Linked DNA regions of Mus musculus: region 2 is linked to region 1. A link is a contact called in public HiChIP or PLAC-seq data. All regions are on one chromosome and are shown on one strand. The core of a region is the stretch at or near the end of the contact, and the rest is flanking DNA. Distances in the headings are between cores, read along the strand shown. Region 1 holds the start of Plcd1 (phospholipase C, delta 1). Region 2 holds the start of Vill (villin-like).

Region 1 (5,094 bases), core at 1,709-4,208:
TTTCTGTGCTCACTTTTCTTGGGGTCCTTGGCTTCCGAAGTGACTTAGAACTCCCAAGCCCATTGATTTTGTTTGTCTGAGAGAGGATCTTGTGTGTCCTAGGCTGACCTCCAACACCCTGTGCCGCTGAGGGCTGCTACTTCTTGAACTAATGGTTGCCAACTTCCAAATGCTAAAATTGTAATCTTGTGCCACTGTGCCAGGCTTATAAGGTGCTGCGGACTAAACCCAGGAATGTGTGCCCGCCGAGCTACTTTGCTGAAGTTAAGTCCCCAGCCCCCACTAGTATTTTATCCTGGCAACATCCTCTGTGGAAAAATATATTGCAATCCCATGGATGAGAAAAGGGCTCAGAAAGGCCACAGCTACACAGCAAATGGCAAAGCTAGAGTTGGAGCCTGTGGCTCTAGGGGCTCCCTGTCCCTTTTACAGACTGCCGGCTCGGGCAATAGGGCAGGTGGGCCAGGTGCAGGGCAAGTCAGTGTGGTGACTGTCTTTAGTGAAGGAAAAGGTCCTGGGAAGTAATGTCTTTTCAGGGCCCTGCTGGGGATGCCAGTCCAGGCTTAGTTAAAATAGAGAGGGGTGGTGTAGGAGGGGAAGATGGCAACTATAGTATCAATTAGCAGGCTTCAGTGGTAGAAAGAGCCCCTTGGTCCGTGCATACAAATCCAGCTACATTTGCCCTTGATTCTGTCCCATCATCTAACCACTCTGCCAGACAATTCCCAGCTTGTGGGCACACGAGCGTGTGTGTGTGTGTGTGTGTGTGTGTGTGTGTGAGAGAGAGAGAGAGAGAGAGAGAGAGAGAGAGAGAGAGAGAGAGACTTCTGCAAGGAATTCAGGGGAGAGTGAGAACTCTACTGTTTGTCTGCACAATATGTGTCTTTATCCAACATCGCCTCTGTATGAGTAAGGACAGAGCCACGTGTCATCTCTTGGTGAGTCCACAGGTCTCCAGCTAATGGAGGGGACTGAGGGCACCTCTCCAGCAGACCCCCAACTGCCCAAGTCAGAAAGTGACCAGTGCTGTGGGACCTGCACTGTGGAGAGGAGTGCAGACTCCCCATCAGCTAACAAGTACAAGCCACAGTGACCACGCCCTCCCACAGAGACCCTCCTTGACCCCTCTCCCCTCCCCATCGGGTTGGCAGTGTAGGCAGGAGCTGCTTCTGGAGGTCACGGTGGATGCCACGCTTGAAGCGCTGGGCCCACAGGTCCGTCAGCTTGGCCACAGTGTACATTCCAGTCCTGCAGGAAAGGCTGGACTGAGTCACAACTCCAGGAGGCTGGGCTCAAACAGGATGGGCCAGGCTGGCCAAGCCTGTGCTGTATTAGACTGAGGCTCTGTGTCTTCCTGGGTACGGGAGATACCAGGGCTGACCCAAGAAAGAAATGGGACCAGGGTACAGACACTGAGGCCTGCTCCATGACCCAGGTTCCATGACACTATGGCGGTCAGAGGCAGCCAGAGGGAGGCGGCCAGGGGAGAGCCCGCCCCTCTCCACTGTGACCCTCAGAGCGGCCACCCTCTGTTCCCACCAGTCAGGAGCTGTAGGGGCATCTCTGACCTCTGGAGAGAATGAGGGAACAGTGGGAGGGGCAGGAACACAGCCCAACAAGGTGGCTTTTAGAAACCCAAGCTTACTGGGCCCCCACAACAATAAAGTCCAGGTCAACTGATGCAAAACAGGTTGGGGGCTGCCTGCAGGGCACACATCCAAGGGGGAGTGGAGCGGAGGACAGGTGAACACAAAAATCTACAGCCCAGGAGGCAAGGCGTCTTAGTGGGTAAAGGCAATTGCTGCCAAGCCCAGTGACCTGAGTTTGATCCTAGAACGCACAAGATAGAAGGAGATAACTGATTCCTGCAAGTTGTCCTCTGATCTCCATACACCCATACCCCCTCCAGCACAAGTACACGTTGTTTAATTAAAAAACAAAAACCAAGAACCTACAATCTCAGGGATACTCGAGTTAAGTGAAAAATACTGTGAAACCGTGGATCGATGTGAGAGGAGCAGGTATTGCTGAGCTAATAGATGACCTGGGGAGACACGAAGGAAAGACTCCCCACAGCCCCTCCCACAGAGTGTGCGTAAATACCACTTAGTTCCTTGCTCTTCCCTGGACGCTTCTAAGACAGGCAGCCAGGAGCCTGCGCTTTCCCTCTCTGCTAGAGGGACAGGCATGGGGAGAAGAGCTAGCCCAGATGGGAAGAAACAAAGCCGGCTGGACAAAGGACCAAGCTGCCAGGCGGTTCTAACTGAGATCTGGCCCAGTCCGACCAGGAGGGTCAGCAAAAAGACAGCGCTGCTCCTCCCAGCCCTGGCATCGCTTTTCTCTGTTCTGGGGAGCGAAGGCTGCCAGAACGACTTCAGCCAAACTTGCACACCTCCTCCTCGCCCCACCCATTTACACCCTCATCCGCCACACCCGCGCGGCCTGACTCGCTTCAGGCGCACCCGTGTTTTGGGGAGCCTCTGAATCGAGAGTTTGGCTAAGGATGCTGTCCCTTTCCTTCCCTGACCCCTTTGGTGCCATCTGGACCCAGGAGCCCAGCCTTTTATGAACAGGCTAAGGGGAAATCCCCGAGAGATGTCAGCATTGCTCCCCGATCTCTTGGGCCAGATTTGGGGGAAAGTCTGGAAACGCCCAAGGTTGTGTCCAGCGCGGGCCGAGGTTTTTCTGGGATCCCACAAGGGGACAAGGAGTTGGCTCTCTGGTGGTTTAAATGCGGCCGAAGGAGCTGTTATCCCTGCCGCCCGGGTGTATTTCGGCTTTCCCGAGGGTCTCCCCTACGTTCGGGACACTCACCGTGCAAGGTCAGGAAGTCCCGACCGGAGTCCATGCCGGTCGGGGCGCGCGGAGGAGGGGACGCGGCGTGATTCACTTGAGCAAAATCACCAAGCGGCCTGGGGTCCTTGCGCAGTCCGGTGCAGGGACCCAACTGAACTGAGATGGGAGGCGGCCGGGGGTGGGTCCAGAACACCGTACCGCCCCCCGGACCCGCCAACCGGCGCTTCTCCCCGCCCCCTCCAGGGGACCTGGAAAGGACGCGGTGCTGGGGGCCGGGAAGACTAGCCAACCCTGGCCGGGGCTCGGGCCAGCTGGGTGCGCCAGGGCCAGAAATAGTCAGATCCCTCCTGCTTCCTCCACCGCCACCACCCACAGGCCCTGTCATTACGGCGAGCTGCCGGCCCCACGCCCTGCCTGTGGGCGCCTGGCCTCGCCGGGGTTGTGGGTGATGTGGGAAAGAATCAGAATCGGGTCTTAGCGGGGACAGGAATCACTGCTAAAGCGGCTGATTAGCCAGGCAGTCTGGTCTGTCTTCTAAGAAATGCGTGCATGCACGGGCCCACATTGCCACGTTTGGGGAGAGTAATATCTAGATTTTTTTTTCAAGAGAGGGGCCCCTCTCTTTAGCTCTGAGAGACGTCTCATTTCCGGGGGTGTTGAAGGTGCTTTCCTTAAGGTAGGGGTAACAGCAAGCAGGTATAGGCCCCTCACTCCCTAATGAGGGGAGAAGACGGAGGCCTGCCGTGAGGCTGCCTGGGCAAGGGTCCCGATACTGGAGGCAGTTGGCCTGGAAGAGTCTAGCCGGGCTCTCCTCAGCTCTTTCTCTCCTAGCATTAGCAGGCCTCCGTGGCCTGTGAAGCATGGGCTGTCTCCCGATTCTGAGTGTTAAGGCTGGGTTTTAGAGAATCACTTGCCGTTCATGTACACCCCACCCCACCCGCACCCCCACAGTGTGGGGCTGGCACTCAGGCCTCCCACTCCCCACCCCCACCCCCGTCTTGATGCCCTAGGAAGGCCCCCCCCAGGTTTCCTTTCCACAAGCTGGGCGCTGTACTGCATGAAGAATGAGTAAGGCTCCATTGCAGACAGAGCCTGGGAAGGGGCAAATTGAGAAATTCCTTCCCTGACTTCCGTCTCTTTCTCCAAAGCCCTACTCTCCAGGTCTTCCCTGAGCCTTGGAACCTCCCCCCTCGGTCCTGTCCTGGAGCCTGGCAGGTATTCGCATCCATGAGTCAGGCCTCCTCTCCTACACCTGAGACCAAGAACTCCTGACACCAGCAGTTGGCACGGCTTCATCTCCAGAGTCATTTCTTCTTGTCATCTCCGTCTCCGAGTCCTGGGCTCCAAGCCAGGGCATTACCCACCACTAGGGCCTCTCCCTCTACCACAAAAGACCATGGCCGGGTTTATAGAACGCTCTGCTCCTGAGTACTCCAAGCTCACAGACACATATGTAGCTTCTGTTGCACGCATTGCAGCTCACTCATGTCCCCTCCCTGGCCTGGGGTTGCCAGGCAGACTTGGGGAGGCATGCTGACTCAAAGCTGTCCCAAGCAGCCAGGTTCTGCAGAAACAAAGAACGTCATGCTCAAGTGCTGACCTGCACCATGACACTCTTCCCATCCTCTTTCTTCTCCCTCTCTCACGGGGTGGGAGGCCCTCTGCTCTGTGCAGCTAGGTTTAAGTAGTGTGCCTAGGATGGTTGTGGAATCTGGTGGGGGAAGCCTTCCAGGGGCAGCGGTGTGGGCCTAGTCCTGCCCGGGTGCCACATATACTCTACTCAGAACCTTTGCAAACTCTCCTGAGACCCTGACTGCTCAAAGGGCCTCGGTGGTAGGCTTTCTTTGGAGCCTGAGACCTGAGACCTGTCCTCTATGGGCAGAGTTCCAGGTATTGTCCCACCCCCAACCCCTGGCTGCCCCAGTCTCAAGTGTCTGTGCAAAGGTGGGTGTGTGGGAAGGGGCTGGTGACTGTGGGCAGGTGAGAGAGGTCTAGTATTCCAGCCAGTACTAGTTCTGTTAGAGTCAGTTCCCTTGGCCCCCACGCTATCCCTCACTCCGAGGACAGCGTGGACATGTGTGCGCGCTATCAGCACAAGAATGCTAAATTTCAGGATGGTCAGGCTCCAGGGCTTGTCTTGCTCAGCCCCTCCCCCATGAAACTCAAACCAAGACCAGCCCAGGTGGGTGAGGCCAGTGAAGTTTATTCAGTGCTCTCCCTGTCTTTTAGAACCCAAGTGCCGGAGCATCAGGGTGAAGGGGTTGTGTTAAGTCTTGCCTCTACAATTTCCTGGTGTGA
Region 2 (5,712 bases), core at 1,684-4,183, 41 kb before region 1:
CTGAAAGTGGAGCCCACTCTGTAGCCCACACTGGCTGGACCTTGCAATCTTCCTGCCTCTACCTCGAGGTGCTGTGATTGTAGGTAGGCGCCTCTATGCCTAGCCCTAGGATGGTTTTTAGTTTTAATTAATAAAAATAATAAGAATTTTCTACAAAGCAAGTTCCAGTTTTGGTTTGGATTTTTTTTGTTTGTTTGTTCTGTTTTGTTTTGTTTTTTCCCAAGATGGAGTTGGTTTGTTCTGTTTTGTTTTGTTTTTCCCCAAGATGGAGTTGGTTTGTTCTGTTTTGTTTTGTTTTTCCCCAAGATATAGCCCTGGCTGTCCTAGAACTCACTTTGTCGTCCAGGCTGGCCTCAAACTCACAGAGATTCACCTACCTCTGCCTCCTGGTTGCTAGGATTAAAGGTGTGCTACACCACTGCCTGGCTTATTACTTTAATGTGATATATGCACTTTAAGATTCCAAACAAGGACACAATGTATTTTGATGATGGTCGGCCCCTGCTCATCTGCCTAACTCCTTTCCAGCCCACCGCCACACCCACGGGATCCAGGAGAGCGACAGACTTGAAGTATTCAGTTGTCTCTCTCTATCTGCAGGTTCCACAGCCGTGGATTTGATTAACTTCAATAAAGCCACTGGAGAGAAAGTTATGATTACTAAACTTGGTTAGACTGCTTTCCTTGTCTGTCCCCTGGGTGTGACAACTGTGTACAGCATTACTCTGTCTTCAGTAAGTGGCCTAGATATGACTGAGAATGTAGGGAAGGCTGAGGGAGCCATGTGTAAGCACTAGCTCATCATCTTGTGTGACGGGCTTAAGCAGCCTTCCATTCTTATATCCGTGGGGGAACAGAATTAGTCTTCTTACAGATATCAAGGCATGGCCGTATCTTACCATGAGTTGTAAAACTATGAGTGGGGCCCTGGAGGAGGAAATGCTAGCACACTCCTATAATCACAGCATTCTGAAGCTGAAGCAGGAGGATTGCCACAAGTATGAGGCTAACCTGGGCTACATATAGAGAGACCTTGTCTCAAAGGAAAAAAGGAGGGCGGGAGGGAGGGGGAAGGAGGGAGAGAGCGGGGAGGAGGGAGAGAGGGAGGGGAACGAACCAGGCCTGAAGGTAAACTGTGATCACAGTATTGGAGGAGGATAATCATTAAGTAGTTTGTGGTCATCCTCAGCTGTTCAAGGAGTTCATAACTTGAGTTAAATCCACTGGGACCTACATAGTGGAAGGAGGAAACCAGCCCACAAGTGACCCTCTGGCCTCCATACTCCACATGGCCTCCATACTCCACACACCCCATGACTTCTGTGAAAGTTCTCTCTCTCTCTCTCTCTCTCTCTCTCTCTCTCTCTCTCTCACACACACACACACACACACACACACACACACACACACACAGAATAATAAATAAATAAATCCAAGAACAACAAAAATGTAATCCAAGTCCCTCTGGCGGCTGTGAGAAGGAAGATGCAGGACCAGGGAGGCCAAGACAGAGGGTGACTCATGCCACCAACTGGCTGAAGCTGGCTCCCAGAGCAGGGCAGTATGCAGGAAGCAATGTGACTACCCAGTCCAGGGAGAAGACCATGTTTAGGTGGGGGGTCGGGGGATGAGAGAGGGGAAGAGGCTGGGAAACCAGGGGTCTTTCACCCTTGGGCCTGGAACTTGCAAGTAAAGTGGACAATGGAGAGGGACTGAGGTCTGGGCTGTGTACACGCTGACCCTTAGAGACCCCAGAAGAGACAGATGGAGAGAGAAGAAGGGGAAGGTGTTACCGGAACCAGCCAACACTGGCCACACAGAAGTGAGAGTCCAGCAGATTGGGAAAGGGGAAAGGGGATGGTGACACGGGACATGGGGACAGGGGACAGGTGACTGAGAGCACAGAGGAAGCCCAACACTCTCTACTGTGAGCCAGACACAGGACTAGCCAAGTTCCTCGTGACACAGGCTTCCTTTACACACAGCTAACCCACAACCGTGTCTCTTGCATATGTCCATCTGTCTATCCCAACCCTCAGGAGGCTGAGGCAGGAGGACTGTGAGTTTCAGGACAGCTTGGGCTATACAGTATGACACTGTCTGACCAAAACAAAGCAAAATAAAACACATACACACACTGACCACTGGGCACAGGCTGGCCCAGAGTTTCTGGAGTGTCTAGTCCTGAGCCATGAGACTTTGTAAGTGAAGAATCCGCTGCAGAGAGAGGTCTTGCATACTGTCTGCAGGCAGGATCTAGTGGGGTTGAAGGGAAGGCATGTGCTGGCTGACGCTGGCTGTGACTGAGATCTGTGCTGTGACAGGCAGGAGGTAAAGGAAAGTTGTGTCCCAGGCATTTCTGGAAGGTTCTATTTCCAGCGTCCTCCTATCCCACAATCAGGAGTAACAGAGGGGCAGCCAGGGTGTGGAAGGGATCTCCTTGCTGTAGACTCCACCGGCCTCTCCCACGATGGATATCAGGCTCCCTGGGGACCTCTGTGCTGGGCAGCCAGCCCGAGATGGGAGGTCGGGGTCAGAAATTCTGGGAGGCAGCCCCGGGCGTTTCCTCCACCTCCTAAAATGACCTTCATATCACTTGACTCACTATGGTGGTCTGAACCTCTAGATCCAAAAGGAGCCCAACCCGCGGGGGTAGGGGGGCGGTTGCCCACTTGAGCTCCCCAATGAGAAATCGGTGTATTCCACAGTCCACCTCAGCCTTGATCAGGCCTCCACCCCTAGCCTTCTCTGCCCACTGGTACCGAAGAAGTAATCTACCAGGCCACGGGAAGGGGGCTGGCTCCCAGACGGCTTGGTCAATATTTATTGACTGACTAACTCTGAATGCCCTCCCTGTCCATGCTGCACAGAGCACGGGGTGTGTCCTGCAAGGCGGGAGCTGGGATTGAGTTACAGTTCGGAGGGAGGGGCCTAGTGTTGCCCACAGGCTGAGTGAAGGAAGGTGCAGAGGCAGTTCCCAGAAGGTAGGCCTGGACTGGGGTGGGGGTGGGGGACCCGGTAGAGGGGTTGCTGGGAACGCAGAGGGAAGGCATGGCGTTCTAGGGCTCGGGGATCATACAGCGGCTGAAGGCTGGTAGGATTGAGGGCAGCCCCACGGTGAGAACGCTTGGCTATCTGCGCGTGGGTGGAGGAGGACCACTGTGGCAAGCCAGCGTGAGAGGAAGAAGCGGCGGGTTTTGCGTGGGTGGGCTCTCTGTCACCCCCCAGAGTCAGTTCGCCTGACTCACGACCCTCCAGCAGGCTATGCCCTCCCTTCCTGGAAGTTAAGCAAAGGAATCTCGAGGTCTACCCTCAAGTACACCTTGTTCAGGAGGAGGGGTCGGCTGGAAGGGAGAAGGGTCACCTGAAGGAAGGCGACAAACGACAAGACAAGCGGCCTGGCCGCCAAGGAGACTGGGACCCCCTCCCCCCCACACACACACACACAGTGGGTTAGAGCCCCTGCGGAGAGGGGCAGAGAGAAAGCCAGTGTCGGAGAGAAAGGAACTTCACCCTGGGAAATGAGAGGGCTTCTAGGAGGGCAGGGGGTGGGGGAGATGGGGTCCCCATGGGGGATGTACTGGTAAAAGGGGACACACATGGGCTGGGGCTCTCGTGAGCCACGGGTGACTCCGTGGGAAGAGAAGAAACCTCTAGCGGGAGGGGAGGGAACACAAAGTGTAAGAGGAGTAAAGACACCCCGTGCTTTAAAGTTCTCTTGCCTCCTCTAGCAAGAGGGATGGGGGCTCAGCTCCAGTCTGACTCTCCAGGCTGTGGGTTTTGGGGCTCCTTCCCAGCCACCCCTGGGCCACTGCTGCCCCTCTCTGAGAAGCCAGGTTAGACACTGCTTCCAGCTGCCAATATGCCCTCCTCTTCTCTGTGGCCCCGAAGTTGGACGGTGTCCTTCCCACTCCACTGTGGCCCTTAGAGCTACCTGGCCACTACCTTCTGGCTCTGTGCCTCGGGTCTCTGTCTGTCTGGGTCCCTAATCATTTTCCTGTAGCTGGTTTGATGTATAGACTCTGTCCTTGCTGAAGGGTCCTGTTGCAAGTCACTATACCCACCATGGTGTGCCATGTTCTCCGTTGCTGGAAAGGACCATTGTGTGACCACTGTGCCCATCCATCATATATGTCATTGTCACACAATGACCTCAACTAGAGGTGCTGCTGGCACGCCTGGTGACTCCCTTGGTCAATCAACAACTATCTATGGACTCCTTCTGTTCCATGTCGGGAGAGCCATGCTAACAGCACACAGGCTCTCCCATGACATGCCCAGCCCACAGCCTCCTCTGCTGTGACTCAGTGTGGACAGTCCCCCGGCCACACCCTCTTTCCAGGCCACCTTGTCCTGAGCCTAGCCCTCAGGGGCCCTAAACAAAGGAGTAAAGAATTCAGGCACCTGTGGCTCTGTAACTCTTACCTCGCCAAGTCCTCTCACGGTCACATGGGGCAGCGGGTCTGAGGGTGTTCTTGCTATGGTAGAGCAGAGCTGGATGTTCAAATTAAGAGAAAGGAAGTCAGTCACTGCTGCACCAGGGCCACCCACTCAGGAGACTCAGAACCCAGTGACTGTGTCTGCTTAGCGAGCTGCCAGGACTTCAGTTAGATGTGGGAAGTTGCATTGAGGAAAAACAAAATACTTCAACTACACACCCATCCAACTCGTGGCTGCTTGCGGTTTCCAAAGGGCTGGACAGTGAAGAGATAACAGATAGTGATAACAGAATGAACCCCGTCCCATCCCCGTGGCTCCCTGCACCCCATCCCTACAGTCCCCCTGCACCCTGACCCCACAGCCCCCTGTACCCCACCCCTACAACCCCCCTGCACCCTGACCCCACACCCCCTGCACCCCATCCCCACACTCAGATTTTCAGAGCAAGGAATTTGCAGAGCCTGTGTATAGAGTTCAGCCATCTTTCAAGGCTGGATCAGGAAGGCCTATGATTCATTGACCCAACCTTCTCAGGTCACCTGAGTCTGTCGCCTGCTGCAGAATCCGTCACAGTCCTATGCAGTCTCTGTCCTGAGTTGACAGAGCTTTTGTCTTGTTTGTAGCACCCGTGGAGCAGGTTCCAGTTTTCAATCTAGATCTCTCAACAGTGCCCCTGCCCCCACTGCCCACTGTATGAGATTTGCTTTTATTCCAGGTGCTGACGCGCTAGCACAGCCTGTCCTGGCTGCAGAGCAGACAGCACCCCTGTCTAGGCGTCTGCAAAGCTTTGTCTGCTTATGGTGCCTGTCCCTGTCTAGGGACAATGGTCCCCTCCATGCTAATGTCATCAGAACTTTGTGGGTCAGATCCTAGATCCTAATCGCTGACAGGCCTGCAGGCTGCACTTAGTCAACCATGCTCACTACATAGACACCTAAGCTCACCACACTAACTATAGACACTCAAACTCAACAGACTAACTATAGACATTCAAGCTCAACAGACTAACTATAGACAACCATGCTCACTACACTAACCATAGACAACCATGCTCACTACACTAACCATAGACACCTAAGCTCACCACACTAACCATAGACACCCAAGCTCACCACACTAACTATAGACATTCAAACTCAACAGACTAACTATAGACATTCAAGCTCAACAGACTAACCATAGACAACCATGCTCACTACACTAACCATAGACACCTAAGCTCACCACACTAACCACGGACACCCACGCTCACCACACTAACTAACCAAGCAC

The links. HiChIP or PLAC-seq counts read pairs in DNA pulled down with a chosen protein or histone mark.
Region 2: a contact with region 1 is called in an H3K27ac HiChIP or PLAC-seq map of extraembryonic endoderm stem cells. The contact joins the promoter of Vill here to the promoter of Plcd1 in region 1. A contact is called at or near these places in 4 of 39 promoter capture datasets (embryonic stem cells, hippocampal neurons, pre-B cells and 1 more), 5 of 484 Hi-C or Micro-C datasets (Sertoli cells, differentiating embryonic stem cells, embryonic stem cells and 2 more), 5 of 115 datasets of contacts at active chromatin or transcription factors (embryonic stem cells, extraembryonic endoderm stem cells, pancreatic cancer cells and 1 more) and 2 of 9 other capture datasets (adipose tissue and pancreatic islet).

Annotation. Positions count from the first base shown.
Region 1 is chr9:119,090,544-119,095,637 of GRCm38.p6, forward strand. It overlaps Plcd1 (phospholipase C, delta 1), which reads right to left and starts at 2,959. Exons shown (of 15, transcript NM_019676.3): 1 at 2,815-2,959. The coding sequence starts at 2,848.
Region 2 is chr9:119,049,845-119,055,556 of GRCm38.p6, forward strand. Vill (villin-like) reads left to right here and starts at 2,934. Exons shown (of 20, transcript NM_001164567.1): 1 at 2,934-2,984.